2 separate regions of the Mus musculus genome follow, and region 2 is linked to region 1. A link is a contact called in public HiChIP or PLAC-seq data. All regions are on one chromosome and are shown on one strand. Each heading gives the region's core, a stretch centred on a gene start, on an enhancer-like site or on the middle of the called end of the contact. The rest is flanking DNA. Distances are from core to core; before and after follow the strand shown.

What was found. HiChIP or PLAC-seq counts read pairs in DNA pulled down with a chosen protein or histone mark.
Region 2: an H3K27ac HiChIP or PLAC-seq map of embryonic stem cells shows a contact between it and region 1, with 5 read pairs. The contact joins two enhancer-like sites. A contact is called at or near these places in 1 of 39 promoter capture datasets (embryonic stem cells), 3 of 115 datasets of contacts at active chromatin or transcription factors (all in embryonic stem cells) and 3 of 9 other capture datasets (adipose tissue, liver and pancreatic islet).

Annotation. Positions count from the first base shown.
Region 1 is chr17:35,935,868-35,942,975 of GRCm38.p6, forward strand. It overlaps the pseudogene Rbx1-ps. Among named protein-coding and RNA genes, the nearest start is that of Mir877, 21 kb to the right of the region's middle. Within about 2 kb of position 3,479, at least 11 of the 459 cell types and tissues checked have an H3K27ac peak or open chromatin away from gene starts, as enhancers often do. A contact at or near this core is called in embryonic stem cells, where this site is marked.
Region 2 is chr17:36,152,778-36,160,046 of GRCm38.p6, forward strand. It overlaps 2410017I17Rik (RIKEN cDNA 2410017I17 gene), which reads left to right. Exons shown (of 4, transcript NR_033517.1): 2 at 2,522-2,587. It also overlaps a transcript of Gm8909 not described here and the pseudogene Gm6659. Among named protein-coding and RNA genes, the nearest start is that of Gm10499, 10 kb to the left of the region's middle. Within about 2 kb of position 2,139, at least 12 of the 459 cell types and tissues checked have an H3K27ac peak or open chromatin away from gene starts, as enhancers often do. A contact at or near this core is called in embryonic stem cells, where this site is marked.

The DNA.
Region 1 (7,108 bases), core at 2,229-4,728:
TTCCACTTTTTAACTTCAAAGCGCTTCTTGCCCGCGCCGCTGTTGGTGCCGCTGGGGGTATCCACATCCATCGCCGCCGCCATTTTGGAAACACACAGTCTGTCGTGTGACCACTGCGCCTGCGCACCAGCTCACTTTGTTACAAATTTCTAATCATACTCAATAACTTATAAGCCAATAATCTATAATCAAGACATGTAGAACATATTTATATTTTAAAACCGGTCAGAAACAAAAATGAAATGGCTACATACATTTACTTATTTAAACCAGATAAAATCCTTAATTTTTCTAGCTGTAATTTCAGGAGAGGAGCACCTTGACACCTGTTGAAACCAATAATTAGTCACAATAATAGCCACAGATTATTCCAGTTTCCTTACCATAGAACCTGAGAGGCTGCTGGCCCCTTTAAGACCAGCTTTTCAGAGAAGCCCCTGGCAGGGCTTCTCCAGCTGTGCAAGACTCCTAACTACAGGTGCAGGGCTCCAAAAGGCAACTGAGACTGTTTTGGTTTTTTGTTTTTTGTTTTTTTGTTTTTTTCTCTTTCTTTTTGAAGTGAATTAAAACTAACTCAAGGGCTGAATAGACAGCAGATAAAGTTTTAACCATTTTTTCTTTTGAACATGAAACACGGAACAACAAACAATCAAGCCATAAAAGGAAAACAGATTTAACATAAAACAGTCAGTTTGGATGGACTGGCACGCCAAGGACAGACAATAGACAGAGAGGGAAGAGAATTAGATGTCCTAAATGGACCCAGATGTCCTACCTAAGAGACCCAGAACCAAGCATTCCTCCGGTAGGAGCCAGAGAGGGGGCAGGAGGTCTCCCGACCTCCTCTTGTCCCTCGAAGAGTTCTGAAACAGCTTACGTTCATTTTCCTTCTCTTTTGCCAAATCGTCCCCAGATAGTCGGAGAGGACTGCTTTTCTCAAACCCGGTCTCAGGGGGCAGGAGGTCTCCCGACCTCCTCTTGTCCCTCGAAGAGTTCTGAAACAGCTTACGTTCATTTTCCTTCTCTTTTGCCAAATCGTCCCCAGATAGTCGGAGAGGACTGCTTTTCTCAAACCCGGTCTCTCGTGTCTCAGGTGTAAACTAGCTCTAGTCAGGGTCCAAAGGCTGAAAGCACCTATAAGAATTACCTTCTCTTCTCTAGATTTTAGCATAGCTCTAAACACATACACAAATCACATTTTTAAAATTAATTTATTTAATATATGTAAGTACACTGTAGCTGTCTTCAGACAGCCCCAGAAGAGGGCGTCTGATTTAATTACAGATGGTTGTGAGCCACCATGTGGTTGCTGGGTTTGAACTCAGGACCTCTGGAAGAGCAGTCGGAGCTCTTAACCACTGAGCCATCTCTCCAGTCCCACAAAACATATTTTACCTTTACTCTGGCCTTCTACAAGGTTTATTCACCGCTGGCCCAAATCCTCTTTACTTTCTTTGGCACGTGCTTCCAGTTTCTGCGATGTCCATCACTGTATCCCGCTTACTGGAGCTCCAACGTTGGGGAGCCACCTGACCAAGCTCGCTCAGTCAGTCAACAGGTTCTCTACTGCAGGAGTGAGGATTAAAAAGAAAAAAGACAGACAACATTGTCGCATGACCTCAGTCCATTCTGAGACTGAAGGCAAATTTAATTTTCCCAATCTGCTTTTTATGCCATTTTAATTACATGCAAGTATTAAAGGCGAGCAGTACAAAAGGAACTAACAACAACAATAGTCAAGGAACAAGCAAGACAATAAGCACAAAGCCCCATGATCACTCCGGTGATGCTGTTTCTAAGGATGATCAAGATATCTGAGCCTACTTCTTTGTTCTACCCTAAAAACAGATTCTTACTTCCTTGTCCTTGGCCAATGTCATACTCCTGCCAAGCGGCACCCCAAAAGGTTTTCCACAAACTAAGATGGAAGCAGCTAGGGGATGATGGCCCTGACTGGGTGAAGTTCACCAGAACCATCTAAGGGGTTTGCAGGTATCTTGACATTGTTATTCCTAATAGTGACCACATGGGGGCAGCAACCATCCAGCCCTCACAAACACACAGGCCCACCTTGTGGGAGACCAAACTGCCTGTGGTCACAGCTTTCCTTAACTTCTTCAAGACTCCCATCACTTCAACTTTTTTCTTGTCTCCAACAAGCAGAAGACCCTTTACAGAGAGCTCAATGTTTTCCCTATGTTTTAACTTTTGAGGAAGCTCAGAGTTGAGTGCCTGCTTCTCTTTCACAGGACTAGATCAGTTCTCAGCACCCATATTAGATGGCTCACAGCTATAGAGAATCTGAAGCCCTCTTTGGCCTTTGCACCTTCCCCCCGTGTGCATACATACAGATACATAAACAAAAATGGGAATTAAAAAAATATATATTTTATTTATTTATTTATTTATTTAGGTTTTTTGAGACAGGGTTTCTCTGTATAGCCCTGGCTGTCCTGGAACTCACTTTGTAGACCAGGCTGGCCTCAAACTCAGAAATCCTCCTGCCTCTGCCTCCCAAGTGCTGGGACTAAAGGTAAAGATTTATTTATCATTATTTTACATTAAGTGCACTGTAGCTGTCTTCAGACACCACAGAAAAGGGCATTAGATCTCACTAAGGGTGGTTGTGAGCCATCATGTGGTTGATGGGATTTGAACTCAGGACCTTCAGAAGAGCAGTCAGTGCTCTTACCCTCTGAGCCATCTTGCCAGCACCCAAAATGAGAAATTTTTAAATTAAAAAAAGCTGGGTAGTTGGGCAGTGGTGGCACATGTCCTGGAACCAGCACCATCTCTGGTTCCAGGGATTCCACCTTCTTCTGGTCTCACTGGGCACCCAACTGGTGCAGAACTATGTATGTAGGTAAAATACCCATATAGAAAATAAAATGGAGCCGGTCAGTGGTGGTGCATGCCTTTAATCCCAGCACTTGGGAGGCAGAGGCAGGCAGATTTCTGAGTTGGAGGCCAGCCAGGGCTACACAGAGAAACCCTGTCTCAAAAAACCAAAAATAAATAAATAAAATGAAAAAAATTTGGTGGATTTTGTTATCTATTTGTTTATTAAGATCTCTCTATGTGACCCTGAATGTTCTGGAGCTCACTATACAGACCAGACTGGCCTCAAGCCTACAGAGATCCTATCTCTGTCCCCTCCCCAGTGCTGGATTAAAGGTGTTGTCAATCATACTCAGACTAAATTGAAATTAAAAAAAAAAAAAAAGAGTTATTACCAAGTCCTGCTGTCTCTGCTCAGGACAGCTAGCCATTGGCCTGATGCTGCAGCTTGACAAACTTCAAGGCCAGACTGGTCTACAGAATGAGTTCCAGGGCACCCAAGGCTACACACACACACACACACACACACACACACACACACACACTCTCCAAATAAATATTTTCAGGTCTCAGGGTTCTGAGGAGCTCCCACCCACTGTGAGTGCCTTTCACTTGCAAATGTGTGAAACCTCTCCTCCCTTACAGAAGAGCTTCCTGGCATCTGTCTCAGCTCTACCCCTCTCCCCTTTACCCAGTACCTAGCACAAAGATGAAGCCAGGGTCAGTGAGGTTGCTCGCTCAGTGAGTGAGGTGCCTGCTGCCAGACCTGGCGACCTGAGAGGTTGATCATGTGGTGGAAGGAGAGAGATGATTCCTGAAAGTTCTCTGACTTTCCTGGATACACACCATGATGTGCATTCCCCTCATCCAATAGATACATGTGGATGTACAGATGAAAACTAGATCAACCCAGGTTCTCCAACATTCTAGCATCCCATCTCAACCCCCAGGCAAGCACCCCATGAAGTCCTGTGGCTCTTGACTCTGCTCACTCCCCCCCCTCCCCCCCAGCCATACCTGGCTCCTTCCGTCTTCTAACCTGCCAGTTGGATAGCTGTTCTGCACCTACAAACCTACTTAGTGTCTTGAGATCCCTTCTTAGGGACTCCTTCCCATTCCTTCTTGCCTTCGATGCCTGTCTCCCCTTGTTTGTCAGAGACTAGGAGCAAACTCCTCTATTAGCACCAGCGAGTCTTGGCCCTTGTAACAAACCTTCCAGTGCTACTGAGCCGCTTAAACACTTTTGTTTGTAGGCCAAGTGGTGATGGCAGCAAATAAATACCTTTAAGGCCAGCAATCCCAGGCAGAGGGAGGCGAGAGGATCTCTGATCTGAGTTCAAGGCCAGTCTGCTTTACAGAGTGAGTTACAGGATAGTCAGGGCTACACAGAGAAACCAGGATTCAAAAAAAAAAAAGTTTCTAAAGATGTGGTTTGAATAAGAATGACCTCCATAGTCACCAGGGAGTAAAACTATTTAAAAGGTCTAAAGGATTAGGGGGTGTGGCCTTGTTGGAATAAGTATGTCACTGGGAGTGGACTTCAAGGTTTTAAAGGGCCCAGTACCTTTTTCTCTTTTCCTGTTGTCTGGACTAGGATGTAGTTTCTTCCTTTCTTCCTTCCTTTCTTCCTTTCTTCCTTTCTTCCTTTCTTCCTTTCTTCCTTCCTTCCTTTCTTTCTTTCTTTCTTTCTTTCTTTCTTTCTTTCTTTCTTTCTTTCTTCCTTCCTTCCTTCCTTCCTTCCTTTCTTTCTTTCTTTCTTTCTTTCTTTCTTTCTTCCTTTCTCTCTCTCTCTTTTTTGTTTTTGTTTTGTTTTGTTTTTTGAGACAGGGTTTCTCTGTATAGCCCTGGCTGTCCTGGAACTCACTTTGAAGACCAGGCTGGCCTCGAATCCAGAAATCCACTTGTCTCTGCCTCCCAAGTGCTGGGATTAAAGGCGTGCACCACCATGCCCGGCTTCTCTTTCTCTTTTCTCTCTCTCTTCCTTCTCTCTCTCTCTTTCTCTCTTTCTTTCTTTCTTTCTTTCTTTCTTTCTTTCTTTCTTTCTTTCTTGTCTGAGTTTCTCTGTGTAGCCCTGGCTGCTTTCCTTTCTTTTTTAAAATACATGTATTTATATGAGCACACTGTAGCTGTCTTCAGACACACCAGAAGAGGGCATCTGATCCCATTACAGATGGTTGTGAGCCACCATTGAACTCAGGACCTCTGGAAGAGCAGTCAGTGCTCTTAACCTCCGAGCCATCCTTCCAGCCCCTAGAATGTAGATTTCAAAGACTCCAGTATTGTACCTACCATGCCTGCTGCTGAAGATCCTGGCAGAATGTAAAAGGACACAGAAGCCCTGAAATTGGCAAGATAGACGTCAGTGTTAGCAGAACTAGCTTCACTGATTTAGAAAAATAGAGGTGCACAATGCTCTGGCCACTCCTCGAACCTGTGTGTCTGCCAATGTTCTGACCAGGTGTGTGCCCATTGCTGCACCTTCATTAGACTCTTTCCTTGTACCCCTCCCATACCCATTTCTTGAGAATAGACATTGTTTAGATCTGGAAATCCCCTAATCTCCCCCTTCTCCTTTCCCCCCTGAGTGCCTATAAAAACTGGGAACTCTTTCTCCTCGAGGACGACTCCTCTACCCCTGCGTGGGATATGAGTCGTCCCCAGAGCTCTGGCTTTCCCCGAATAAAGCCTCATGTGGTTTGCAACAAGCTCGGTCTGTCGTGAGTTCTTGGGTGTCCGCTATTGTCCTGAGGCCTGAGCGAGGGGCTCCTCTCGGAGTCTTTCATTTGGGGGCTCGTCCGGGATTAGCGTGACCACCCACGTCTCCGAAGACCCACTTGGAGGTGAAATTTTTTGTCCAAAAATATTTCTGTAAGCTGGCTAGGTTCTGTGCTGAAATTTGCAGCCGCGATGTTTCGTGAGAAACAGAGACCTTTGCCTCGGGATGAGGCACTGAGTGTGAACAGCAGACGTGCTGGAATCACCAGCTGCTGCTCGCTCTGGGGGACGCCCTGAGCGAGGGGAAGGACTCTAGGAGTCCATCTGAGGCGGGGAGTGTACTCCCTCGACCATCTGTATTTCTGAAGCCCTGAGCGAGGGGAAGGACTCTAGGAGTCCGTCTGAGGCGGGGAGTGTACTCCCTCGACCATCTGTATTTCTGAAGCCCTGAGCGAGGGGAAGGACTCTAGGAGTCCGTCTGAGGCGGGGAGTGTACTCCCTCGACCATCTGTATTTCTGAAGCCCTGAGCGAGGGGAAGGACTCTAGGAGTCCGTCTGAGGCGGGGAGTGTACTCCCTCGACCGTCTGCATTTCTGAGTTGGTTTTGTCTGTTTGATGGAAAACAGGCATCTGTCAGTGTGTGTTTGTTTTTTGTGTCTGTTTTCAGGCATTTGTCAGTGTGTATTTGTTTTTTGTGTCTGTTTTCAGGTATTTGTCAGTGTGTGTATGTGTGTTTTCTGTGTTTGTTTTGTGTTTTCCGTGGTACTGGACGGACTGTAACGACCCCCCTAAGTTTGACTTTAGACCACTGGACTGAAGTTAGATCAAGGGCCCATAATCTTTCAGTAGAAATTAAGAAGGGACCTTGGCAGACTTTCTGCGCCTCCGAGTGGCCGACTTTTAATGTAAAATGGTCACTGGAAGGGACTTTTGGTTTAATCTTATCTTTGAAGTTAAAGCCATTGTTTTTCAGAGTGGACCTGGGTCCCACCTGGATCAACAGCCTTACCTCATTCAGAATTCACTGCCATAAATCAAACCATGGGTTCCCCCACGCCTCTCAGAGCCCTCCCCCGGCTGCTCCCATGCACTCGAGTGGGTCAGCACAGTGCCCTCGCTTTCTGCCCTAAGAAGCAGTCCCTGCACCTGGCTCTGAGATTGCTAAAGGCACAGTCTGAGGACCGAGGACCTACAGCTGGGACCCGGAGCCGACAAGCCCAGAGTTCCCCAGCAGATGAAGCTCCTGACACCACTTCTGCCTTTTCCTTTGTGAGCTGTGGGTAACCCGCCCACAGACAGGCAGTCTCTGCAGACCCTTCAATATTCACCTTTCTCATCGGCTGATCTGTACAATTAGAATGCTGGGTTCCCTCTGGACCGGCCAGATTAGAACTACAACACGGCACAAGGTAAGGAGAGGTTGACAGTTTACTGGCCGGGCTCTAGTCTAAAGGGAGCGATGAGACGCCCCACCAATTTGGCTAAGGTAAGAGAAGTGATGCAGGGCCTTACAGAGCCCCCATCTGTTTTTCTAGAAAGATTGATAGAAGCTTAT
Region 2 (7,269 bases), core at 889-3,388, 220 kb after region 1:
TGCTGAGTGTCTGAGGGCAGGCTGGGAGTCCTCTGGTTCTGGAATGTGGGTGGTTCTAGGTTTACCAAAGGGCTGGTCTGCTCTGAGGTGTCAGAGCTGAGCTGGAGAGTGACATTGTAGGACCCCAAGAAGGAGCCCCCCACTCAAATCTCAGGACACAGGGTTACCCAAAGAAACACGAGAGACTTCCTTGATGCAAGAGCATGAGGTAGCTTTAATGGTGGAGCTCCGGGTCGATACGTATCTCAAGCAGGAGACAGAGGAATCGACCCCGAGACTCAAAAACTCCGGGTTTTTATAGGGTAGGGTTTAGGGGCTAGGAAGAATTGGCGCGGTTACACATGATTGGCCCATTCAAATATCAGCAACATGATTATGAGTCAGCAGCGTAGTACATGCAGGTCGGGGCGTACACAAATTCTAAAGCAGGGGGCTTCTCTGAGTCAACAATGCATCTGGTTAATGTTTCAGCTTTCAACTATGCTCTCTATGGAAAGTGGGGTGAGCAGGAGGCACCAGGCTGCTGGATCTTCAATGAGTCAGGCAAGATAGTCAGAACCAGTTCCTGCATTCCTTCCCTTATCTTTACAACCGGGGGACCTAGCTTCAGGATGCTCTTGAGCGTGCCCGGGCTTGTTTTTTTGTTTGTTTGTTTGTTTGTTTGTTTGTTTGTTTGTTTTTTCAGTCTCAGCCCCAGGCTTTAAAGCTCACAAACAACTCTTTGGGCTATTTGACATAAATTACATGAATCACAGGCCTCAATTTTTATTTCCTTTCATTATCAGCAGAGGGACGGGAATGGTGCCTTGGGTCTGGTCTTAATGAGCATTAGGGTTCATCTTGCTTCTAGGTGATGTGACTGATGGATGGATGGGGACATAGATGACAGAGACTAGGAAATGATAGGATGAGTCTTAGACACTGTTCTATTACTATGCAGAGCCACTACAACCAAGGCAGTTCTGAAATAGAAAGCCTTTAATCGGGGCTTGCTTACAATGTCAGTGGCTTAGTCCTTTCTCATCATGGTGGGGAGCAGGGCAGCAAGCAGGCAGGCAGAAATGGGGCTGGAGCAGTAGCTGGGAGCTCATCCTGATCTATGGGCATCAGACAGACCAAGACTGGGCTGGCATGGGATTTTGAAATGTCAAATACTTTTCCCTGTGAAACACTTCCTGTATCAAGCCAAACCCCCAATTCTAATCCTTTCAAAGTGCCTCACTGCCTGGTGACTATCTTGAAATATATGAGTCTACAGGGGCCATTCTTAATCAAAGATCTCAGAATGTTCGGACTCCCCATCATATGGTACACAGAAGGAAGTGCTCTTCTTGCTCATTGACTTCAGATCATCCTGGGAATGCAGTGATGGCAGCTGGTGTCTGGATTCCCTGACAAAGCCTGAGCCATTTTCCAGCCTTCTCTATGGAAGGAGCGGACACAGGGTGCCCTGGAAGCAGAATATGAAACCCTAAGTTATCTTGATCCCTGGATGCATGGGTCCCTGTTGGAGCAGGCAAACATTTATCCATAAGATCTTTGTCCTGTAGCCTTGTGTATTTGCACAGCTCCTGTGGAATGTGCTGGGTAAGCTGTGAGTGTGAGCTCAGGTGCCAGTCCTCTTCTTCCCAACCCTTCTCACATGGTGGTCCTCTGTGCCTGCTTTTCCCCAGGCAGGGCCAGAGGTGTCACAGGAGTGTGGGGATGCAGCCTCTCCTGAAGGAGTGCTCACTAGCTCCTCTGTCTAACAGCAGAGGGACTGTGCAGCAAACAAGCTTAGTGTCCTGCTGTGGGCTGTCCTGGTGCTGTTTGTATTCTGATGTTAATTCTGCTTCCTCAAGTGGGTTTGCAGCCTGTGAGCAGTCCCTCAAGTACTCAGTTGATGTCATGTGATCCTGCTCCCCATTTTAACTGGTCAGTACCCTTGGAGGAGGCTCCCCTCAGACTCCATGTCACAGCTATACATCCACTGGAACAAGTGAGAGCCTGTGGGTCCTCAAGGTCAGCCAAGCCCTCCCTTCCTTCCTAGAAATCCCCTAAACTAAAAGTGAAAGTAGGTCCCAGGTCTTGGGTCCCAGGGGGTCCGGCAAGCTCTGGGAGTTCCTTGGACTGATCCATCCCCAAGGAATGGAGGAATGCACTCTGCAGCTCCTGGAGCAGCTCCAGGTGGGGCTAGGCGGGACAGACTTGCCAGCAGGGGGAGGGGACCTGTGTCCTAGCTTTTTAACCTGCTGCTTTCATTTGGCTTGTGCAGGTGGAGGTGCAGAATTTTGTCCTCTGAGTGGCTGCAGAGTTCTCCTCCAGGAAGGAGAAGCTTGGGTTTCTGGTCAACAACTATGACATGATGCTCGGGGTGCTGATGGTAAAGCTGCTCCTCCCACGGGGTCCCTACAGCTTGTGAGCTCTGCCTGAGCTCAGTGCTTTACCCCTGGATCCTGGCAGTGTCCTCATCATGGAATGAAGGGGAAGTGCTGGCAACAGTGAAGGTTCCCAAGCTCCTGACTGCTCTTGTCTTCCTTAGGAGCGGGCTGCTGATGACAGCAAAGGGGAGGAGAGTTTCCAGCAGCTGCTCAATGCTTGGACACAGGTAGGGCCTGGGTATGGAAGGAAGACCATAACGCTGTTGGACTGACCTCCGTGTACAGTCATGATTACAACCCACTGCCTTGTTGCTAGTCTGTTTCATTTAACTTTTTCATGGTACTAATAGCTTAGAAGCAAAATAAAACTATAGTTATTTATGTATACATGTGTGTGTACTATAGCTATGTGTATATGTGTGTATATGCACTTTAACTACATGTGTATGTGTGTTCATGGACTATAGCTTTGTGTGTATGTGTATACATGCATGATAGCCCTCTGTGTATGTGCATTCTTGTTTGCAGGGAACTGTTTGTGTGTGTGCTCATGTAAGCTCTCACAGGCACATCTGAAGCTCATGGAGGCCAGAGGTCACAACTTGTAAGAGTGGGCTCTTTTCTTCTTTCTTCCACCTTGAGTTCTGGGGACCAGTGGCAAGCACTGTTCCCTGATTGGCCAGCTTATTGGTTCTTGGTTCTAGAGGAAATCCTTGGGGACATCTCCTGCACCTTGTGACATCACCACCTAAGGTAGAAGGCTCACAGAGGCTACTGCCTGGCAGATCATTAGACATCACTGCCCAAAATGATGGTCCTTTGCTCCCAGGAGTCTGACCCTGTGTGGCTTGCACTTCTCTCTAGGAGTTCATTGAGGAGTTGCTGTCTCCCCACTTTGGGGGTCTGGTGGCATCTGTGAAGGAGGCCGAAGCTTGATTGAGCATGGGCAGGATGAGCAGCTCTGAGGGGAGGAAGGTATTTCATGTTGTCATGGTGAGGTGGGCAGTGGAAGTTAGGGACAGCAGCGGTGTGTGGATAACAGGGGAGGCAATGCAGCAGGGAAGACTTGGCTGGAAGAATACCAGGAAAGTCAGGCTTGATGTTGAGCACAGCTGTGCCCTGGGCAGGCTTTGCTGGGTCACCAGCCCTGGTTGCTCTGTGCTGGGTGGACGGTCACCAGGCCTGGTTGCTCCCTGACACATCTTTTCCAGCCCCAAGGACAGCACCAACAATGGTTCTAATGAGGATGATGGACTGAGGAGGTTCTGGGAAGGAAAGGGCAAGGAAGGGAAAGAGAGGGTCATGTCTCCTGCCATCAACCCTGACCTTATCCAGGGTTTATAGAAGGTTCCAGCTTTCCCTGACCCCAGCTCTGCACCCACACCCTCCTTACCCAATCTCAGGGTGGGGGTCTCAGGCAGCCTCACATGGTCCACATGGCATGTGTATCTCTGCTCCTCTCCAGGAGGCACCACCAGAGCTGCCCACTTCTGGAAGTTTCCATCCCCTGCAGTCCTGGTCTCTACAAGCTCCGTGTCCTGGGTCAGCTCCTCCCCATTCAACTGCCAGGTCAGGGTGATGTCAGCAGGGTAGAAGCCCAGGGCCCAGCACCTCAGGATGACATCACCTTCAGGTCTGGGATGATGCTCACTTTTGTCTTTGGGGGTCTGGAGACAAAAGTTAGAAATGTCAGGCATTTTTCTTTCTTCTAGTGCCTCTATCAGTGTCCATAAAACTGTCCTGAGAATGGACTTAATCAGGTGGTAGAGGTGAAAGTCCTCGGTAGCTTAGACTGTCCTGAGAATGGACTTAATCAGGTGTGGTAGAGGTGAAAGTTCTCGGTAGCTTAGACACAGTGTTGTGGATAATGTTATGTTTGCAGAATTCTAGATCTGGGCTAACCAGCCCATGGTCAGAGACTCTTAAGTGTGCAGTAGAAAAAGTGATCTCTTCCCTGACCAGGTGATCCAGAGACTGAGCTTCACTGGAGTCAGACTCCAAAGAGCTTGTGTGTGGGCTGAGAATGGGTCCTGAGCAAGGCCATGGCTCACAAGGACTGCAGATGGGAGGTTAACTGACTTGATTATTTCAGGCTCTTCCTTCCTTCCCTCATGATACACACTCTGAGCTTTCCTGAAAAATGATAAGACCTGGGATAAGGGAGACCCTTTCCTGATAAAGGGTGAGGAGTCCCAGGAGAACTCTCTTCCTCCCATGTGTGTGTGAGAGAGAGAGAGAGAGAGAGAGAGAGAGAGAGAGAGAGAGAGAGAGAGGAGAAGAAAAAGAAGAAGAGGAGGAGGAGGAGGAGGAGTTGTGTGGGGGGAGAGGAAAGCTGTGTCAAAGGAAACACAGCCTGAGTTCTGTCTCAAGTCAGAATCAGGCAAGAATGTCTGATTCTTCAGTATCTCCTTTGAGACAGTGATAATTTCACATTTGCTTCAGAAATAGTCAAAAGAAAGACAGAAAAGGGCTAAATCAAGGAAAGGAAAAAGCCACATTATGTATTGTTCCAAACAAGAGGAATCTTTACATAAAGACCCAGTTGAGTCCCAGGAAAACTCCTGGACCTAAGAAACACTTATTGTTTAAGGACACAAAATCAGTGTAATAACAGTAGCCTTCATTTGTGGAACAGTGCACTCTCAGATGAGGACATTAGGAGAAACATGTCATTCAAAATAATGTTCAAAGAATTAAGAGTTCAGGGATCGCCAGGAGGCGGGGCCAGCGCGGCTGCTGGTTGCAGGAGGCACCATTGGAGCCGGCTTGGCTTGGGAGCAGTAGCTGAAGAGTTGGATCCAGGGCCGTCCTTGCTGCCCCGTCTGCGTCTGGTCTCTGGCCCTTCCGCGGGATGGCGCGCGGGGCGGCACTGAAGCGGCCCAGCGAGTTCGAGGCGGCGCTGCTGAGCCCCGGTTCCCCGAAGCGGCGATGCTGCGCCCCTCTGCCGGGGCCCCACTCCGGGCCTCAGGTCCCCGGACGCCGAGCCGCCACCGCTTCAGATCCAGACGCCGCCGGCGAGCCTCCAGCAGCCTGCCCCGCCTGGCAGCGAGCGTCGCCTTCCAACTCCCGAGCAATTTTTTTCAGAACATAAAACAAGAATATAATCGTTACCAGAGATGGAGACATTTAGAAGTACTTCAGAAAGTCAGCCTTCCTCCTCGGCACTTACCGCACCAAATTCTCCAGGTGCTTTCTGGATGAAGAAGGACCAGCCCACTTTACCCTTCGACAAGTGGGGATAATATGTGAGCGGCTCTTAAAAGACAATGAAGATAAAGTCCGAGAGGAGTATGAGCAGATCCTCAGTACCAAACTCGCAGAACAGTATGAATTGTTTGTGAAATTCACGCATGATCAGATCATGCGGCGATACGGGACAAGGCCAACAAGCTATGTATCCCGAAGCCTTCTTGCCTATGTAGGTACCAGGTGTGACCTCAAGAGATGGCTGCTGTACACTTTTTGCAACTGGTTTGACATCACATTTCAGCTCCAACTTTGCACCCTGAGAACACTTAAATGTTTCTGCAGGTCCATTTTATACAACTTGAAAGACCTTAAAACTTTCTGGTTGCCACAAGCATATCTTTCTTTTCTGCTCATCTACTAAACAGCTGTGCCCTACTGCGATAGGTTTTCCAGACAAAGTACCTGGAACAGCAGTCTAGCAAAGAATGCCTTCAGTGGCACTCAACACGTGGAGTCTCCCCAAGCACAGCTCTGTGAGAAGTGTGAGTGTGTGTGTGTGTGTGTGTGTGTGTGTGTGTTTTAAGTTATTATTTGTATTGTGCAAAAAAAAAATGATCTTGGGGATTCTGGCTGTGAATTTGATGCACGACAATTATGGTTAAAAACATTGCCTTGGTCTACAGAAGATCGTTAATGTCTGGTGACCACATAGGTGGTAACAGTGGGTTGCTTATTTGTAGGTATTATCGTTAAATACAGGGACAGTTTCCAGGCACAGAATTTGAATTGTAAGTTAGGATGGGCATTAGATGTGATTATGATGATCTAGGAAAGGTCTGCAGTCCTGAATCTGCAAATACATGGTGAGAAATTAGAACAAACTGGAGACAGGCTATCAGTACATGGACTCTGCCTAGCTGTGCTGGAAAAATACTTTGACTCCAAGCCTTAAAATATCCTGTGGAGTCTGAGCTCACCTCATTCATACAGTCACGGAGCTCCCTGAATGCTGAACTTCTACAGGGAAAAGATCTCCCCTGGAGCGGAAGATCAGGGTGTCCCCAGAGCACGTAAGGAGTGCAGTGCAGGGCTGGGCCAGGCTCACAGCACTGCTACCTGGGAGGAGCTGCTCACCTTCGCATCACTTTCAACATAGAATCTGGACCCTTTGTCCAGGTTACCCCAAACTCTCCTGAGGTGTCCGTGTTCAACCCTTAGAGCTTGGTTTTGGCAATACCCTGCCTGAAGTTGCTTATTGGCTGTTCTCTGCCTTGGTCCCAAGGCTGTGAGCAGAAAGCAGCCTCTGGTTTGAGGAGGTGGGATTTAAGTATACATTTATTTTTACTGTGACTTATTCAGGACCACACTTTACAAAATGCCTTGTTTCCTTTACAGTTGTTTTGGAAAGGAAAGTTTTATGAAAACTTTTAGTTTGAATATAGAATAGTTATTTTAATTACGGCTTTATTTTGGAAAAATCTTGAGTTTTAATTCAAATGTTTGCCAATACCTTCCAAAGTAAGGTGATATTCAGAGACAGTTGTTATGATCAGCTGGCTTGCGGACATTTCTGGGGTATTCACATTTGAAGATTCCTTATTAATGAATGTCTTTGACTTAAATCTAACCAAAAACTGCAACATTATTCTTTGTACATTTTCATTATATAGTGTTAATAAGCTTAGTTTCAAATGAATAAAATATTTAAGCTATTTGTTTA